Regions from separate parts of the Cricetulus griseus genome. Here region 1 is linked to region 2. A link is a contact called in public Micro-C data. All regions are on one chromosome and are shown on one strand. The core of a region is the stretch at or near the end of the contact, and the rest is flanking DNA. Distances in the headings are between cores, read along the strand shown. Region 1 overlaps Plxna2 (plexin-A2). Region 2 has its middle 97 kb from the start of Cd34.

Region 1 (5,538 bases), core at 2,496-4,995, 54 kb before region 2:
GAGGAACACTGATCTCTCCTCCTCTCTCTCTTGTATCCTTCTCATGGCCCCTCCCTACTACACTTCCCTTTGGGGTTTTGTTTTCCAAAGCAGCATAGCATTCACACATGGTAATGAAATAAGATAAAGAGCCAGAGCAAAGATTTAGAGCATATCTGGGGGGCTGGGGTGGGGTAGTTGATCCCCTCCTGGAAAGCCTGGCTCAGCTGGAACTGAGAAGCTGAAGCTGTAGATAAGGGCTGCCTCAGGCTTCAGACAATGTAAAGGGCCAAGGGGCCAGGGAACCAGATAAAACCAGAGGTGGGGTGCCTGAGCTAGGGGCATGAACCCATGGAGGCTCTTTCATTTAGTCTCCAGAGATAAAACGCACAGTTTGCCATACTAAATTGTAATACACACCCCCAAAATTAGAATGGCTTGTGGAATGGTGTTGACAATATCAAAGCCCAGTAGGAAGAGATTTCATCCCTTACTGACTCAACATCTCTTAAATAGGGTGCAGCTCTTCTCATTGGCAACCCACCTGGAAACAGGGAGGTCCTGACTGGCATTAGGTTCTGTCCAGGTCTGGGCTCAACCCTGAGAACTAATGAAGCTCTCTGCTTGCTCACTTAGGACTGTCCCCAGCTTGTGCCCACGGAGGAGATTCTGATCCCCGTTGGAGAAGTAAAACCAATCACCCTCAAGGCCCGGAACCTTCCCCAGCCCCAGTCTGGCCAGCGGGGCTATGAGTGTGTGCTTAACATCCAGGGGGCTGTCCACCGAGTCCCTGCTCTGCGCTTCAACAGTTCCAGTGTGCAGTGTCAAAACAGCTCGGTAAGCAGCTCACACATATGCCAAGACCTTAGATCACGTAGGATCACAGGCAGCACCCACATTACCAGGGAGAGAGAAACCTGTAAACACCCTGAGCCAGTGAGTCATGTTCTTGGAGGAAAGAACCTTAATGGCAGAAATTTGGAGGTTCCTTCTGAAGTTAAAGAACACATTTTGCCATTGGTGAAGCTACTACCAAAAGGATTCAACCCCACCCAATACCCTATCCCCCATGCAATATTCACATATTGCAGGCATCATGAGGATGAGGATGGACAGAAATGGGTGGGAGGAGAGGAAGAAGATGCAGCATTTCAGGAGCCACAAGGGTTAAACCTGCCCAGAATGGTGGACAGAACGCAGGAGGTGTTTAATTATAATTCCAGCCCAGAGAAGATCTTTTTATCTGCCAACTCCCTGTCTCTGACTGTGGGGGGTCAGCTCATAGATGAGGGACATGACAAAGGTGTTGAGGGAAGCTAATTCGCCTGGGAGAGATAAAGAGAATCTGGGCCTCTTATCAGGGAGCTGTCAGATTCTGGGGTCACAAGCGTTTGATAGAATTTGTAATCGGTGCCAAGTGTGCAGGAAGCTAGACTGAGAAAGAGAGCACAACAAAGGAAGAAGGCAATGGAAGGCTGGGCAGGACAGCAATGGTGACTTGCCCTCCAGAGCTAAGTGACCATAGCTGAAAATGGGCAGCCATAAAGAGGGACTGCCCAGGAGACTTAAGAGGGTGCAGTGGGGACTGGGCCATCCAAGAGGTTGTGAAAGTCTTCCATGAGGTCAGAAGAACAAAAGACTCAGCCACTCTAGGGATTTTTTTTTCTGGTGTGCTTTAAAAATACCCAGGGAGATGTGAATACTTTATTAAACACTAATCCAAGTAAAAGCTATCTGCAGAGGGAGAGGAGGAAGCTGGGGACACAGAACAAGTCATCAGAGTGCCTGCCACCACCCAAGCTTAAGGACCTGAATTTGGATCCCCTATACCCATATTAAAAAAAAAAAAACATGCTGGTCACAAACACTTACAACTATAATCCCAGTGCTGGCGCTGGAGCCCATTGGGCAGACAGTCTAGCCAAATCTATGAACTCCAGCCCAATCTCAGAAAATGGGAGAATGATTAAAGAAGATACCTGGCCTCCATATGCATAGTGCTCATACACCCACTTGTGCACACAAACACATAAAAAATTCACCAGATACACCCGAGAGACCAACCAGCCATACCACAACTTTGCCACATGCTCTGTCATAGGCTCTGGGTGTGAGAGAACAGTAGAACATTAACTTTGAGTCCCCAGAAGTGGACTCTGGAGAGAACAAATGCACCGGCGAAATAATGCTTGTAGTTCCTGGAAAGTGCCAGACTAAAGACAGAAAATGGTAATATCAAGAACCCAAGACTGGGGCTGGGGGGACCAGAAGGAACATAAGAAAGGGCACAGGGAGATGAATGAGAACTAGACTGAATGAACAAGGGTAAGCTGAAAGGTTGGCTATAACACAATTAGTAGAAACCCAGAGATTGATACTGGGGTTCAAGATTAAAGTTGAAGATAAGAAAAGCAAAGCAGCCGGCCACTAGCTCTTACCTCTACCTCAGACTGAAAGGGCTGTCCTCTCCACATGAGGCCCTTTGCTTTTTCCTTTCCTCCCTAGTGCTGAGATTAAAGTCATGTGATCCCAAGTGCTGAGATCACCTTTGTGTGGTAGGGCTAGATCTATTTCATGTAGCTCAGTGTAGCCTTGAACTAACAGATTCATCTGCTTGTCTCTTGAGTCCTGAGATGAAAGGTGTGTGCCACCACTGCCTAGTTCTATGGCTAGCTAGTATGGCTGCTGGGATTAAAAAGTGTGTGTCACCATTGTCTGGCTCTATAGCTTGTGGATAGCTTTGCTTTCTGTACCCTCAGGCAAGCTTTAATAAATCATAAGTGATATATCACCACAGGTGGCAGTTGTAGGGAGAGAGCAACATTCCTTTTGAGATACAGTGTCAACCAGTACACAGAGAGGGCCTTCAGCAAGTGTGTTTAGAGCTGATGGATTCAGCAAGAGAAGGGGTGGAGACAGAAACCTGAGCTTCTTCAGATTTCAGAAAGTACCAAAGGCTATGTCAGAGGCTTAGGCTAGCTCCTGGTGGCCTTACTGACTACAAGTCAGGGGCAAGGTGTCATAGGGTCCGTTTGGGCAACATAAGTAGTTGCTTTGCCCTCTGGCTTCCTATAACAAAGAGCCATGAGAGATATGTGCTCTTGCGCTCTCCTTGCAGTACCAGTATGATGGGATGGACATCAGCAACCTAGCAGTGGACTTTGCTGTGGTGTGGAATGGCAACTTCATCATTGACAACCCTCAGGACCTGAAAGGTAAGCAGCTGCTTCCGGGTGCAAGTTTGATCTTTGCATGACCTTGGAAAAGGCTGGGGTTGAAGAGATCAGAGCAGGCTGCTGCTGTGCCTTGAATAGCACACTGCCTCTGCCAGCAGAGCTCTTCAGAGGCTCCTAAAGCAACATTTGAAGCCATCAAAGGAGTCCTGTTGGGAGCCTTGTTTTATTATAGCCAGAGCATCCGCCAGGCGGCTGCCCGTTCTTCTGCACTGTTCTCTGGCTCCCAGTAGCTTTGAAGTGTCTGTGGAACCTGACCTAGGAGAACAGCAGGCAGAGCGTCCTGCCAACTTCCCTAGAAATGGAGATATTGCTTTCATGCAGGCTCTCCTTCCCCTGTTCTCATCCCTGATCACTGTTACAGCACAAAGAAGGCTTGTAAGTCTGAACTCTAGTCCTGAGACTAGATAGGTATCCCTGTGCTAATGTGGGCTCACATCTGGAGCAAAGAAGCTCAGTAAGGGGGGCTGGGTTAGGACAAGAGGGAAACTCTGTGGCTCCTACCCTGTAAGCTCTCAGTACACTCATCCAGAAAGCAGGTCCTGGCAGGCTTACCCTCAGGGCAGCCCTTCAGAATGACCCACCTCCTGAACATGAGTCATAAGGCATTCATTAGGCAATTCACTTGAATTGTTTTTATTACTTACCTCAGTAACTTTAAATGTATGCTATTATCATTCCCATCCTATAGATGGTGAAACTGAGTCATATCGTAAGGGCTAAGACCGTCTGATTTCAGAGAAGGCATGCAAGTTAGTGCACGCCAAGATGAGGACCTGTTGCCATTGTTGCTGGGCTCTGGGAGGGATTTGAAGCCCTTCCCCCATCCTGAGCCCTATATACTAATATGCTTCAAGTAAATGGAATTGTCATAGCCCCTGCTGCAACCCCTGGGCAGCCTACATGGCAAGACAGACTTCCGTACTGGTAGTTGTGTTTGCTTAATCCTAGACTAGATCTTTTTAACCACTAGAAAAGATACTTTCCTTGCCAAGTTAGATCAGCTAGATCCCAGAGGTTGCACTCAGAACCTGGGGGGAAAGGTCCAGACTGGTACATCAGACTCTCCTGACATCTACACAGCTGTGTAGGTACACAAGCAGCCTCCTCATGCCTTCACACATGTGTCTACTAGATCCTTAGTGTCAGAGAAAGCTGTGTTTAAGTACTCAGGTTCCCAAACTCAGCACACCAGATTCCACTGCTGGTGCTTCTACTTGAACCATGTTAGTTTAGACTACATCCTAGTGTCTTCACACAAGCCCTAGAGGAAAGAAAGCCGACTGCTTAAGGTCTTGCTAAGGATTTGCGGAGCTCATGGCTAAAAACTACATGATCCAGACTTATAAGGGCCTCACAAGTATTTGCACAATTTCAGATTCCCTTTGCCTGTCCTGTACCTTTAGGGCCACAGGAACCGGTACTAGGGACTAAAGGTGCTGAATGGTCTATGAAGCTGGGACAGGGAAATTGGATGGAACAGAGGTGTCAGGGGGTGCTGTGGAAGAATGAAAAATGTCTCTTCCCTGGGGCATGCACCTAACCTCCAGTAGAGGCACACAGACAGGCCATGAAAGCTTAGGACAACTTGGCTGGAAAAGATGAAAAGTGACTTTCTCAGCCATTGCTCAGTATTCATCATGGAATTCTTTCTAGGAACCCTCAGAATACCCACATCCAATGGCATAGTATTTACACCTAACTACAAATCTCTAAATCATCTCTAGGTGACTTACAATGTATAATTGAATATGTGGGGAAGAGAGTTGTGCATGCTAGTTATTAAATAATGATAACAAATATCAGTCTATTCATATACAGATGTATCTACTTTTAGAAGCTGAATCCATGAGCTGATTACATGCATCTAGAGAATACACTTGGCTCTCTGAATTCCCAGTACTAACAAGAAAGGACCAAACCCTGGGCTCATGCCACAACTATGCTTGATAACTAGTTCCTCTAGGGCTTCCAAGTCAGTTAGAGAAAAATCAAAGCAAAAGGTTTGCAGATTGATCATGTGACCTGTCAAGAACTAGTTTGTCCTCTCTGGGTATACATTCTTCATCTACACACGCTGTGAACAGGACTGTGCCATGCTTTCTTTTCTAGCATGCCTCCTACTGTGGCCTTCAGGACTTTCTTTAAGCACAGCTGACACTGTTCACACACACACACACAATTTCCAGGATGCCAACTGAGATTCCTGTCTTTGAGGACCCAGCAGCAAAGCAAGCTTCACATCAGGATTCAGGCTTGAGACTGGCACCCATAGTAAGCTGTGAGGGTCAGTATGTCTCTTTGGGGCTTCATTTTTACCTGTGAT
Region 2 (5,399 bases), core at 1,197-3,696:
GGTACCGACTGCCTCTGGAACACTTCACTGAAGATGTTTGGAGAGAATGAGGGGGAGAGAGCACATCGAAGATGTGGGGATGAAGGGATCAGGGTCAACCACAAAAGATGATCTAGCCACTTTACTAAAGACTCCATGAGTTGGACAACTTGGGCTGACAAAAGAAGTGGTCAAGAGGCATGGTTAAGGAAGAATTAAGAAGGAAAATTCAGCTGGAGACAGGCCAGGCCAGGAGGGTGAGTGAGTGATTGCAGAGTCTTGTTTTCATTCTAGCTTAATAGCTCTTTGTTTTGGCTCATGAGTAACTGATAGAGTCTACTCCCCAGGGAATGGAGAGGAAAGGAAGTTGGTTGGTAACTCTTCTTGCTATTATCCCACTTGAGGATATTTTGGCCTTTTTGTTAAAAAGGGAAAAAAGCATTAAAGCTGTAACCCTTCCCCACAACAAGAAGCCATTTATCATTGGAGAGGCATGAAGTCTCTCTCAAGCCTACCCAACTTTACTCTATTTCATTGATCTACACAAAGGCCAGTTCTCTAGGAAAGGAACTGTGGAGGGCTTGACAAGACAGAATTCTAGAGGACTATATAGAGATGTCCTTCAACTGGATCTGGCACTACCTCCTGCCCTCTGTGTGGGTCAGGCACTTCTGTGTCTGATGTTCTACCTCTTTCTGTGGTTTGAATATCAAAACCACTTCTGATCCATCCTCTCTTTACAGAGTGCGGCCATTTCAAGTCATGGGCACACTGTGCTGTCACAGAAGGAGGAACTGTGTCCTGTGCTCATTCATTTGGAAAAGGTTCATAAGTAGTAATCATCTGCCAGGCCCTTAGAGGTTCTGGAAATGAGGGTGACCAAGATCAAGAAGGTCCTTCTCCCAGCAAATGCATTTTCTCCAAGCTGCTAGTTCTGCCACCTTCACCAGAAGAAATCACCAGGTGCATAGGAAATGAGGTGCCAGGAAGCAAGAAGGCTGATCCACACAGACACCTTACCTCATCCTGGAAGCAGGCCACCAGCAATGCTCTCATTTCTACTGCCATCAGCTCTTTAGTCTGCACAGCTTTGTTGCTTACGAACCTCTCCTTTCATTTCCACCAAAATGATTAAAAGCAATGGTGTCTGTGCAAGTGGTCTGACACAAACACAGAAGGCTGGAAACTCCTAGCCACCCAGTTCCAGGTACCGCACAACTGCCGCATCCATTATCTCATGTGCTGCCTGGTAATAAGCCTGCAGCTACTCTAAAAAGGGTTCCAACCACATCGTGTCCTGGCTAAGAGTCCTGCAGTCTGGACACAAACAGGGAAGAATTGCGACACAGCGGGCTATGAGGGTGAAGAAATGCAAAGTGGCTTCAGGGACCCAGGACATGGGGAAGGTCTTATGATGTCCCAGGAGGAGGCCTGGGAGTAGATGGTCAGGTCCTCCTGATCCTTGTCTCCGGAATGTTCTTGGAGAAGACTGTGGCGTCGTATTCATAACTCCACATCTCTTTTTCTTTTATCTTTTCTGCTCATTCCCTACAGTGAAGATTTAGCATCTGAGGCCCAATGATGCTTATAATGAAGGGTAAAGTTTCTGTTGGCACTTTCTAACTAGTCCAGGGAATGTCCTGAGAGATGATCAAGGCCTGTCGGACAGGCCTCAATACAATAAGCAAACTAGACATTCTCCTGCCTTGCACAGACTCAAAACTCACTCTCCTCCCCATACCATCTCTCCAGACTGAGCTGCCTCCTCCCTGCCTCTGTGCTGCCTGCACCATAGGGCCCCAATGGAGGAAGTGAGAAGCTTCTTCTAGAACTCAGTCCATGTCATCACTTTGACATTCTTGGTCTCCATTTTGGCATCCAGGCATAAGGAAGTGTGGTCCCCACCAAACAGGACCAAAGTTCCTGAATGTATGGGAGAGAAAGGGACAAGCTCTTTATACAGGCACATGAGGACCCTGATCCCAGATGCCTCTCCTCATCCCCTCCTCCTACTCAAATCCCTCCCCGTGACACACTGGAATCTGTATTATATCTATTTTTAAGAAAGTACAATGCTGATTGTCTGATTTTGTTGTTTTTACAGGTGTTAAGAAATAATAATAAAATGAAGTATTTAAAATGTTCCAATAAAGCGGGGTTTTGTTATCTAATATATTATCATGTACCTATTGTAAATATGAAACTCCTATTTTGCAAGCCAAGGACACAATTTGTACTGTTGTTATATATAAATAAAGATTACTGGATATAAAAAATCTGCTTAACTCTTCAAATACAGTTCTTTAGGCCTGTAGGTACAGAACAACCTTGGGAGTGTATAAGAAGCAGATACTCAGAAAGAGCAACTGAGTTATTTTGATAAGAAAATGCCATAGAGTCAGAGCTTATCCATCTTCACCATACACTTGCACGCACCATCTGCACCAGTCATACCAGTGGGTAAACACTGCCCCCTAGCCCCAGAACCTCAAAACACAGCTTGCTCCAGGGAAGCTGGGCAGCCAAGGACTTCAGGGGTTGAGGCTCTTTTCCAGAGTGAGTTCTGAAAACAGACTCCCTAAGACCAGCCCTCCCTAAAAGAACACTCACTCGTGGGTTAAGTGCTAGGGTGAAATGAGGATGGCAGAAACATGGCCCTTGCTCCCACTGCTCTTGGGATGATCCTGAAAGACTTTTGGGACTTTCAGCTAGGCATTGAAAGGTAGTGACTTCATTTCTGCTTCAGAAATTAAAAGTGGAAGATACTAGACGGTGAGTGTTGTAAGACCCAGTCCAGGGAAGGAATATGAAGACAGCCCTTGACTGGGGGTGTGGAACAGAGAAGACAGAGCACAGAAGCAGGAGAACTTCTAGTTCCGTAATCACGTTAAGGGGAAGAAATCTTTGGACTCCATCTAAACTGAGGGTGATAAGCCCCCTCCCTTCTACTCTTATTTTCCTGTTTTTATCCTGCAATCTAATGGTGTTTGAAATTTTCCCCCTCTTATTGGTGAGACACATTAAATGAGAACAACTCAAGAACCTGCCCCAACCAAGAGCACATAGAAGTTTCTAGTCCTTCTTTTTAGATAACAGGACCAGTAAGATTTTCAGGTGAGCTGAGTATCCCTGACTTCTACCTTCAGTCTAGTACAGACAGCCAATACATACAAAGGAACCTGGTACTCATGAAACAGGAGTTTGGAAACAAGAGCATATTTGTATATAGATATTCTTACACAATTATATGTGCACATATGCAGTGTATGCTAGAGTTGTAGAAAAGTTATACAGTCAAATAAAGAAAAGGAGACAGGATTTGATCATGCATCCCAGTCAGGCCCAGAACTCATGATTCTTTTACCTAGAATACCTGAGAAGGTACTAAGTTACAGAATGACTGTTGTCATAGAGAATGCTGTTAGTCACTGCTGAATCATCCACCTTTGAACTTGCTGATGAAATGCTTCTCAGTATTTAGCCCAATTAAGTAAAAATTTTTCCTTTCTTGTCAAAAAAAAAAGAATTCCTGAGTATTTGGATTGCAAGTTCAAATAAATAATTTTTGAGATTTTCAACCCAGTTCTCAGCAGCCCCTAATATTTTAGTATATTTGTATCCAGGGCCTGGATGGAAATAATGCACTGTGTTCAATAGCACAGCTTGTCTTAGGAGCATATCCCCATCTTGCTAACATTAAGTCATCTTCTGCTCCTCACTGGGATGCAAATCCAGAGCAAGGTTTCTCTGCTCCATCATGGCTATGAAGATGCGGCTACTTCTCCACAACAGCAATAGGGTGGCCCCGGTAAGCTTCGCTTCTGTTACTGCCTAATCACAGCCTGGCTCTGCATCTCAATGACCAGAACTCACTTTCAGCTGTGGTGTTAGTTTTCTCAGAGTGATTTTAATATGTCCAAAACTGGTGGCAGCTCATCCAGTTGCCCTTAAAGGAGCTTCTTGAGGACAGTTTCACACTCAAGGCTGCCAGGCATAAGGCAGGTCCTATAAAGAGACATCCTACCAGCAAGTTTTAATCATTCATTTTCAGCAGCAAAGGGGTGTTTACAATAAAGACTATGGAATGCTCACCACAGAACTAGCAACTTCTTCCTTAATATTTAACAATACTTCACAGTGTTGACTCCACCTTCAGTGCCCCGAAACCACACAGATACTCCTCATCTGTCTCAAAAGCATCTCAAAACATGAAAAATGCCAAGTAAACAAACAAGCAAAAACAAACAGCTAAGGTCAGAACTGAGGTGCCTCAATCCCTAGCCCAGGCTCTATCTTCTTCAAAGGAAGGTTCCAAGAGCAACTATTTGTACTCTTCTATTTCCCATGTCCCCCAAACCCAAATCTCCTCTTAAATCAGATTGCCTTCCATGACATTACAGCTTTATGAGTTCTGTAGAAGACAGATAAGAACATAGACAACCAAAATACCAAAAACTCTTCAGAGAAAATTCAGTAGGAGAGAATGGCAATTCCTAGGCTGAATTCATTTCCTGAAGCCAGTTTCCTTCAAATGTCCAGTTTAATGACTACTTAAATTACATCTGCAATTTCCTGAGTACTTCACTTGCTTATCAAGTTTGTAAATCTGTGCATCAACAATTCTAGATTACTAGGGGAGCACCTCTCTGAGCCATAACAATATACAATGGATTTTAAAAATAATAAGAAAGTTTGCCTCAAATTCATCTATTCTTTTAACAGATTTGGTCATTTTTAAAAACTGTATTATTAAAAAAAATAAGTGAGACCTGTGAGATGACTCAGCAGGTTAAAAAAAAAAAAAGCACTTGCCACATTGCCACACAAGCCTCTATCTTCTGGCCTCCATGTGTGTATCTTGGCACACACATGTATTTACACACATCATACACATACACACTGGCAGCAACAGAAATAAATAATAATAAAGTAATTTAAGAGGAAATAGTCTATCTCCCCTCCCCATGACCACCAGATCTTTTGTTTTTGGTCTGCTCATGCCCACTCAGTGCAACTCTCAATATGACTTTCGATTAAGCTATGGATTGTTACATTTTTTGGATGCCATGTACAGTCCATTAAAAGTCTGAATGAGGAGAATTGCATTAATAAAGCTCTCTGAATACACAGTAACTTCAGAATGTAGAAAAGAAAGGTTCAGTGTAACCAATTCACAGTGATTACATGAGCAGTAATGTGACACCGTGCACAAAATTTGTTGACCAAAATGACAGTAAATTTAGATTATAATCAGTAGTATCCAGGAACTGAGTATTTTTTTAAAAAAAATTCTGGCTTATTTTTGTCATCTTAGCCACTGCCTTGGACAGAAGTAACCAACTCCACAGGATTCTTTATTACACAATGTGTTTTCAACTTCCTTATTCCAACCAGGCCTTTACTTCTGTTTTCCACCCTAC

Evidence for each region. A called contact is a pair of places that touch in the nucleus more often than the background predicts.
Region 1: a contact with region 2 is called in a Micro-C map of the CHO-K1 cell line, with 3 times the contacts expected there. The contact joins two enhancer-like sites. A contact is called at or near these places in 5 of 8 Hi-C or Micro-C datasets (the CHL-YN cell line, the CHO-K1 cell line, fibroblasts and 1 more).

What each region holds. Positions count from the first base shown.
Region 1 is chr5:512,793-518,330 of CriGri-PICRH-1.0, reverse strand. It overlaps Plxna2 (plexin-A2), which reads left to right. Exons shown (of 32, transcript XM_027416566.2): 10 at 616-816; 11 at 3,098-3,194. Among named protein-coding and RNA genes, the nearest start is that of Plxna2, 150 kb to the left of the region's middle. Within about 2 kb of position 3,745, at least 2 of the 6 cell types and tissues checked have open chromatin away from gene starts, as enhancers often do. A contact at or near this core is called in the CHO-K1 cell line, where this site is marked.
Region 2 is chr5:457,473-462,871 of CriGri-PICRH-1.0, reverse strand. No RefSeq gene overlaps it. Among named protein-coding and RNA genes, the nearest start is that of Cd34, 97 kb to the right of the region's middle. Within about 2 kb of position 2,446, at least 2 of the 6 cell types and tissues checked have open chromatin away from gene starts, as enhancers often do. A contact at or near this core is called in the CHO-K1 cell line, where this site is marked.